Linked DNA regions of Neogale vison: region 2 is linked to region 1. The links are chromatin contacts, called in public Hi-C maps. All regions are on one chromosome and are shown on one strand. The core of a region is the stretch at or near the end of the contact, and the rest is flanking DNA. Distances in the headings are between cores, read along the strand shown.

Region 1 (4,169 bases), core at 712-3,211:
CCTATGGACAGCTGTTGCATGTCAGCCAACTGGTTTTCCCCATTGCTGTTCACTGGTCCCTATGTTTTCCAGCTTCTGTACCTTTGCTCTGCTGTTGGGTTCAGAAAATGGAAGGAACCATTTGAGGTCATCCATTCCAGTCTCATTCTACAGATGAGGAAACTGAGGCCCATAGAGATTAAGTGACTGACCAGCCCACTTGCTCAGAAGTCAAGTGTGACAGGATGCCTGGTTGGCTTAGTGGGTGGGGCATGTGACTTTTTTTTTTTTAAGATTTTATTTATTTATTTGACAGAGATCTCAAGTAGGCAGAGAGACAGGCAGAGAGAGAGGAGGAAGCAGGCTCGCTGCTGAACAGAGAGGGGCATGTGACTCTTGATCTTGGGGTCGTAAATTCAAGCCTCACGTTGGGCATAGAGATTACTTAAAAATAAAAAAATCAAGAGTGTCTAATGGAAAAGAAACTCAGGGCAGTTTAGGGTTTAACGATACCAGTGGAATCTTTCACATATGTGGAGGAAGAATAGTGGGGCTATTCTTTGAATATCCTCTCCACCCAACTCTGATCCCTGAAAGTGTAGGCTCTCCCAGCCCCAAATGCAGCGTGGCCTCCTCAGAAAAGGCTTCCTTAAGCCCCCAGGTGGGCGTCCGAACTCTCAGGCCCAGGACCTGAAACCCTGATCTGCAGGTAACTAGATATTTATCTGCAAATTCTATTTTCCTTACTACACCTTAGGCAAACTTTTTTTTTTTTTTTGACGATTTTATTTATTTGACAGAGACACAGTGAGAAAGGGTACACAATCGGGGCGAGGGGCAGAGGGAGAAGCAGGATTCCTGATGCGGGACTCGATCCCAAGACTCTGGGATCTTGACCTGAACCCACGGCAGAGGCTTAACGACTGAGCCACCCAGGCGCCCCGAAGCAAACTCTTCAATTCATCTTTGACTTTCCTCCATTCCCTTTAGAGACTCTTCCATTGTGGATGAGCAGTAAACTTCTGCTGAACCGAGTTTCCAGTGTGCGGTACACACACTGTTGAGGAGGCAAGATTCACAAACCCAGACACCAGCCCGGAGTCCCAAATTTCCAGCTACGGCGTGCCATTTCGGCTGCTTAGACCCCAACCCCCTAAGGGCGCAGGAGGTCGGTCCCCGCAGAAGGCCTGCTTGCTGCCACCCCAGAATAAGTTTCTCCAGGTCTTTCGGTGTGGTCCCTTTCCCCACCCTCCGCGCGGTGAACCGCGACGCGCGCTGGGTGACCGGTCCTGGAACGTGACTTGGCGTCGAGAGTGTACGGCTCCCCTTACCGAGGGAGGTCAGGTCCCAGGCAGGCCGCGGCCCGGCCAGCTTTCCGGGCTGGCGCGGTCACCGACCCCGGGTGGCGGCCAGGCTGGCGGAGGGCGGCGGGAAAATGACGCGAGGCTGGTGGGGCGGGGTGGCGAGCGCGGCCCCCAGGGAGGCGGGGGCGCCGGAGAAGCCGACAGCGACAGCAGCTGCCAGGTCGCGGGTCGGGCGAGGCCGGCGACGCGCTCCGGGGACGGCCGGGGTGCCCACCTGCCGCCAGCGCGCACGGAGGGCGCCAGGCAGGATCTGGGCCTGGTGTACCCGCCCCAGGGGCTCCCCGTCCAGCCCCTCTCCGCCCCCGGGAGGGACAAAGGGAGGGCGGACGGCCGGGCCCGCCCCCAGCCCCAGCCCCGCCGCGGCTGGCGGAGAGAGACTGGAGACACCACCCCAGAGCGGAGAAACCAGTTTGGCCGGTCCGGGGGTGCGGAGGGAAAAGGGCGGCCGCTGAGGACGGGCGCACGGACGCGGGGCGGGAGAAGGCGGGGGAGCCACTGGGGAGAGGCTAGAGCCAGAGGAGCCGCCGCCAACTGGACACGCTTCTCGGGGCCCAGAGCCAGCCCCCGTGCGCCATGAAGCGCTAGCGCGGCCGCCGGGGCTGGAGCCAGGCGGTGGCGGTGGCGGTGGCTGCGGCGGCCAGGTGCGCAGCGAGCGCGCGGAGGGGCGCGCCCCCGGCGGATGTCCCAGCCGGGGCCAGAGAGCGCCAGGTAAGGAGGGGAGCGGCGCGGAGCCCCCAAAGTTCCCCACCCGGGGGATCCCGCGGTGTCCCACAGGTCCTCTGGCCGCCCCGGAGCTGGCGGACTCCCGGGATCCGGGATGCGGTGGCCCCAGCTGTCCGCGCCCTCCGGCTCCGGAGCCCACAGGGGTGGGATTCAGGTGGGGGCTGTAGGAAACTTGGCGGCCTCGGGGATGGAGAGGCACAGCTGGCCGGACGGGCAGCTCCCAGGAGACGTCCAGGAGGTTTCACCTGCCGGGAGGAGAGGGAACTCGCAGGTGGCGTTTGGGTTGTTTGGGTTTGCCACGCACATGTCTGGGGTTAAGCTTTAAGGGGCGAGCCAGGCAGGCTTTGCAGAGCCTCAAGGCTCTCCCTTGAGGGGAGAGCCGCTGGTTTCCTGCCGTGTCTGCCGCGCCTCTGGAAGTCTCCCGTGGCCAAGTTCTGTTGGGGCCCCCTTTGGGAGCCGATGCCAACGTGTCTGAAAAAGACCTTAGGACCTCATGTACCAGGCGCACCTGCGGGGAGGGATGGAGGGCGCCTGCTGCAGGGCCAGGTACGCTCCTGGCATCTTTCGTGAGCTTTAACGCAGGTCGGGAGGTGATGGGGAAGAGGGACACTTTTCCCGGTGATAGTAGGGTCGTCTCAGCCAACTCCGGTGGCACCGCCACAGGCCATCTCCTTCCCTCCCCAGTGTGATGCCCGGCGCTGTCACTTCGCGGCTGTGCGTGCGGGGCGGCAGCTTGTCGCCGCGGAGGTGGCAGGGAATGGCGAGTGTTTCAACCCTCCGCTTCCCCACACACCCCCCAGGGAGAGAAGAGCCTTCAGTTGTCCGCCCCGCTTCTCCGGGGGGTTGTGCGCGTAGGGTCCCGGAACGCGGCTGGGGAGGCGGATTGGCCACAGATGTAGGGGGAGGACGAGAGGGCGGAGGGGATGCGGAACGCGGGAGGGGAGTTGACACGCGCGGGTCTGGGGCTCCTGGGCGGCATTTCCGCCTCGCGAGTGCCGCCCAATCCCACCTGACCCCTCCCGCCTGCCCGCGGTGCCCCCCGGCCGAGTCCCAGTCCTCGTTCAGCGCCCGCCGCCGCCGGGCTCCTTTCCCGGAAACTGCCCGCCCCGTTGGCGTGAGAAAAGATTCTCTCCCATCTTCCTGGTTGCGTTGCCTTCAGATTTCTGCCTCGACTCCTTGAGCATTGCAGGAGACAGCACGGGCGACGAGCCTGGACATCGCCAGGCGCGCAGTACGCTATGGGCGAAGGTTGACTGCTTTTAGGAACAAAAACTGAAAATGTGTGATAAAATCTCCAGGGATGGTGAATGCTAGAGTGTATAAAAAAGAGAAAGCACAAAATGTGAATTTTCACGGTCTCCAGAGCACTTTGGTGTTAGACCTAAAATGCCATTCGTTAATGTGGGCCTGTTGGGGAAGGCTTTCTGGCACTTTCACCGTGCCAAAGATAATGAATGCTTATTAGCTGGTTCCTTTCTGGGGGAGAAGTCCGCCTGCAATTACTCTCAGAATTTTCTTAATGACTTTCATTATGTGCTGGAGGCTTCCTTGTTGTAATTTTAGGTAAGAAACCTTAACCACTTTCTTCTTTGGTCGCTTGCTGGTGACTGTGCTTTGGTGATTCCTGTTAGGGAGGGCCAAATAAGGCTCTTGCGGCTTGATCCCGGTGAAACTACATGGCCATCTCTGTGAGAGCAGCTCTGGCTGTTTTCAAGCTTTCCTCCTGGCTTTTAAGGAAAATGCATGCCAGGGTGCACTGGTTCTTGGTAGTGATGGACCTAGGCGATTTTTTTCTCTTTAATTTTGTTTTTAAGGGGCCCCTGGGTGGCTCAATGGGTTAATCCTCTGCCTCCGCTCAGGTTGTGATCTCGGGGTCCTGGGATGGAGCCCACATTAGGCTTTCTGCTCAGCAGGGAGCCTGCTTCCCTCTCTCTCTCTCTGCCTGCCTCTCTGCCTGCTTGTAATCTCTCTGTCAGATAAATAAATAAAATCTTAAAAAATTTTTTTTAAATTGAGACTTTATTTTTTAAAAAAGTTTTTTTTTTTTTTTGGAAGATTTTATTTGAGAGCGATAGAGAGTACAAGCAGGGGGAGCAACAGGCA
Region 2 (4,169 bases), core at 1,040-3,539, 140 kb after region 1:
AAGGGGGCGGCCCCAGCTGGCCAGAGTCGGGTGAGGAGACAGAAGAGCAATGCCATCCATTTTCATTTCATTTCATTCATTCAGTTTGTTCTTGGAAGTGACCCCTTTACGTGACACTGCAAGGAAAGTTCTGCTTCCTTGAGACTGTCAGCCAAACAGTGCACGAAGGGCAGTCCAGATGACGGTTTCTTAGTGCCGCCTGACTGGAGCCAGATGCAGCCAACTTGTGGCAAGGCAGCTGGGCGAATAAATACCCCGAGCTTACTGTCCCCCCTCTTGCTCTCCTGCTGTGCTCCCCTTTAGCTGTATCTGACCAGAAGACAGAACGTTGATGCAGTCCCCATCAGTCAGCCTCTGGGGGCCCAGGGCAGGGTGAAGAGGAGAACTTCATCCAGCTGGTGGCAGGCAGCCCCTAGGCTGGTTTCCACTGAGCCTCACCTCCTGGTCTTCACTGCTGTGTAGTCCTCTCCCGTGTTGTACGAGGGTTGGTCCATGTGACCAAAACAGTAAGTAGAAATGATGAAATGTCACCTCACTAATCAGGTGACAAGAGGCACCGCAGTTTGGGAAGGCAGCTTTCTAAGATGGCCACATCGACCTCACTTCCTAATAGGCATGCGCTGGTGTAAAACCCTTTCTTTGAGTGTAGGCTGGACCAGGTGACAGGATTCCAATAAAGCAGCATATGGTGAAGATTAGGGATGTCACTTCTGAGGATAGGTTACAAATGACTGTGGCTTCCGTCTTGTTTGCCCGCTCTGATGACGCTCGCTGCCTGATGGCGAGGCCCCCGTGTCAAAGAACTGAGCCCAACACTCAGCTGAGTGAGCGTGGTAGAGGATGCATCCCAGGTGAGACTTCAGAGTCTTAAAATATGAGGCCTGCAGTTCCAGCCCACACCTGGATTGTCGCCTTTTGAGAGGCCCAAGTTCCTGGTCCACAGACAACGCGAAAAGCCAAATGTTGTTTGAAGTTTGGGGTGATTTATTATACAGCAATAGGTAACTAATACAGCTTTCTCTCTCTCTGATCACTTGCTTTTGGAAATGTCAGCTGTCCTGTCATTAGAAGCACTATGGGGAGCCCATTCCGCAAAGAACCTAGGCCTTCTGCCAGCAGTCCTGTGAGTGAGCCTGGTAGCAGATTCTCACCTAGCCAAGCTTCAGAAGACTGTGGCCCCGGCCAACTTGATTCAGGAGACTCTGAGACCCAATCCCCAATGAAGCCACCCCTGGATTCGTCACTTTCAGAAACTGTGTGAAGTAATCAATGTTCATTGTCTTAAGCTCCAAAGTTTGGGATAATTTGCTTTGCAGCAACAGATAACGATTATATGTGTGGGCAAACACAAAAAGTTAGCAAAGAGGGAAAACGGGAAGTCCATGAAATTGGATGAAATACTCCTGAAGAGAAGTATTTGGTTCCTATTCTCCAGAGTCTTAACTTATGTTTGGAGTTATTTTTAGTTTCTCTCCTAATGCAAATAAGTTTTTCTTCCACTCAAAGATAAACTCTTGTATTTCACTCAACAAAGAATGATAATTTTAGCTACCCTTTATTTAGCATCTATTATGTGCTGGGCAGTGAATTTACACTATCCTTCACAAACAGGGAAATTAGCTTAGGTTGGGAACTTCTTCCCAAAGCACAGTAAGTAAAAGACAGAACCAGAGTTCCAAGCGGGTTTGAAGCCCTAGTTTTTCCCACAACATTATTACAGCCTTCCTAATAGCGATCCTTATAACTTTAAATAAAAGTATCAATAATCCGAATCATAAATACAGAAGTACTACATGTCCATGCACTTAGATTGCAAAATTAAATGGCCTTGATATTTCACAACAGGCAATGCACGTGAGGTAGGACTACTTTCACGCCCCTAACACCGGCTCGCACCCCTCCTCATGGCCGGTGCTCAATACACTTGATGATGACATTAAGTCCACAAGCATTCCAACATTTGGGGCTAAGGAACGAAATTGTTCTAGTTTCCAAAAGGGCCCCAGCGCACCTACAGCTGGGGGAGAAACTGGACAATTCAGTAGGAAAAGTAGGAAGATGGGGACCGAAGGCAGAGAAGACGGCTGCCCCCAGTGGGTCTAGGCGTCCAGGGAGTCCGGGGTCGCCGGGCCCCGGAGAGCCCGAGCGCGCCGGGACCGAGCGGCGGACCCGAGCGGCGGACCCGGAAGTTGCCTCTGCCCGGCTCAAAGATGGCGGCAGCAGCAACACCCGCCCACTTACCCTATCCTCCTGTAACCAATGGCGCCGCGACGCTCGGGTGACTCACTGGGGCGACCTATGCATGACGTTCTGATGCAACGTCCTAGTCGAGGAAGCCGCCGGTGCACGTTGGGGTGGTGACAAGGTGGCAGAGTGTTGGAGACGATGTCCTTGGAGGTGACCGGGCCGACCGCCGGGATGGTACTAGGTGAGTGAAGCTCGGGGGTCCCGGACTGTGTAAGTGGAGCGGGAACCCTACGTGGGCCAGGAACCGAGCTGCGGCAGATGGCCTGGCTTCGAGTGGGCGGTCCACTGATATTTGTACAGGAAAGATTGGAGGTGGGGGGAGGGTTGGGTGGGGGAGGGAGGAGCCTGGACCCCGGCTGGGCCGCGACTCTCTGGGCGGGGCCGGTCCCCCCTCGAGGCCCCCTCGGGCACCCCTACCCTGTCCGGCGACTGGGATGGCGGCCACTCCTCGCCCTGCCCCCCTGCAAACAGTCTGGTGATTCGGCTGAGACTTAGCCACCGCGAGGCACTATAAGACGCCCGAAGTACCCCCCAAATATGTAAGCTCTTCGAAGTGATCGTCCGGAAGGGACTCTTGAATTCTAATTCGCTTTCACACATCCTCATTTATATTGAGATTTGCAGGGAGACCGTGTGGTGCAATAGAAAAAGGAAAAACGGGACCAGGGTTGATGCTGGTGTTCACACTTAATTAGTTGTAAGGTCTTGTGCAATTCGTTAAGCTCAGAGCTTCATTTCCTTTAAAGATCAGAAGGAAGTGGTATTTATTTGACATCGGTGCACTCTCACTGGGATAGCTGATTGATACGTGTTACTTCATTACGTCCTCCCTACAGACCTTCAAGATGAGTATTGTTTTTCCCCCTCATTTCCTAGACAAATAAGCTCAGATGGGTTAAGTGAATTCCCCGGAGTCACCCTGGCTTTTAAGGTACAACATCCAACATTCGAGTCTGGGCTGGCCAACTTCAAAGCCTTCATCAAGGAGCTAGAAGCAGTATCACAAATTAAAATCATCAAAGTTCATTTTGAAAAGCCAGATTTGTAGCTAGTATGTTTTTATGGGATAGATGTCACTGAATTAGAGGCGTGGGAAAGAATCATGATATAATTTCTTTTGGCCCGTGGTAATTTTTACTAATCAGATGCTTGTTCTGTTTACAAAGATAAAGAATGCATGAAGTCATTACAGTATGAAATGACTAATAATTACCGGCCAAATGAATAACTCATTCTCCTTTTGTAAAACAGCAGAGCTCTATGTCTCCGATCGAGAGGGAAATGATGCTACAGGTGATGGAACCAAGGAGAAACCTTTTAAAACGGGCTTAAAGGTAGTATTTCTTCTCATTGAGAAAATGACTACATTTATTAATGACTAGTGTCTTGTTAATATCTGACTTGCCAATAATTGTATCTCAGGCACCAGATTTTGGAGAGAATTTTCAGAAAAGAGAAAACGAGGAATGTATACAGCTGTGTAGCTTTAAGAGTATTGGGTGAATAAGTCTAAACTTATATTTGAACATTTTTAACATATGTCTTCTTTTTTTCCGTATCCTGCTGAGAGAATATGCTAAATTCACTTGAGGATTTTAGATCCTGAGAAGTAATAGTACATTAGTAAATTAGCATCCCAGACTCATGAGTTACTGAGTGTGTGCTCCGAGAAATGAGTCCGTTCGTAGTGTACGGATATCAGTTAAGTCTCTGAGTCTCAAGGCTCAGGATCACATCTGGATTCTAGTGGTAAATTCACCAAGAGGCCTCTTAGGAGTCCATTTAGAAGAAATCTGGGTAGGAGCACCTGGCTGGCTCACTTGGTTAAGTGTCTGCCTTCAGCTTAGGTCATGATCCCAGGGTCCTGGGATCCAGTCCTGTCCCCTCCCCTGTGTTTAAGGCTGTCTACCCAGTGGGGAGCC

Evidence for each region. Hi-C and Micro-C count contacts between places; a contact is called where the count stands out from the background.
Region 2: a Hi-C map of fibroblasts shows a contact between it and region 1, with 2.8 times the contacts expected there. The contact joins the promoter of NARS1 here to the promoter of ATP8B1 in region 1. A contact is called at or near these places in 2 of 3 Hi-C or Micro-C datasets (fibroblasts and muscle).

What each region holds. Positions count from the first base shown.
Region 1 is chr3:141,129,743-141,133,911 of ASM_NN_V1, forward strand. ATP8B1 (phospholipid-transporting ATPase IC) reads left to right here and starts at 1,962. Exons shown (of 28, transcript XM_044242898.1): 1 at 1,962-2,051.
Region 2 is chr3:141,267,180-141,271,348 of ASM_NN_V1, forward strand. NARS1 (asparagine--tRNA ligase, cytoplasmic) reads left to right here and starts at 2,290. Exons shown (of 15, transcript XM_044242900.1): 1 at 2,290-2,428; 2 at 3,502-3,581. The coding sequence starts at 2,386.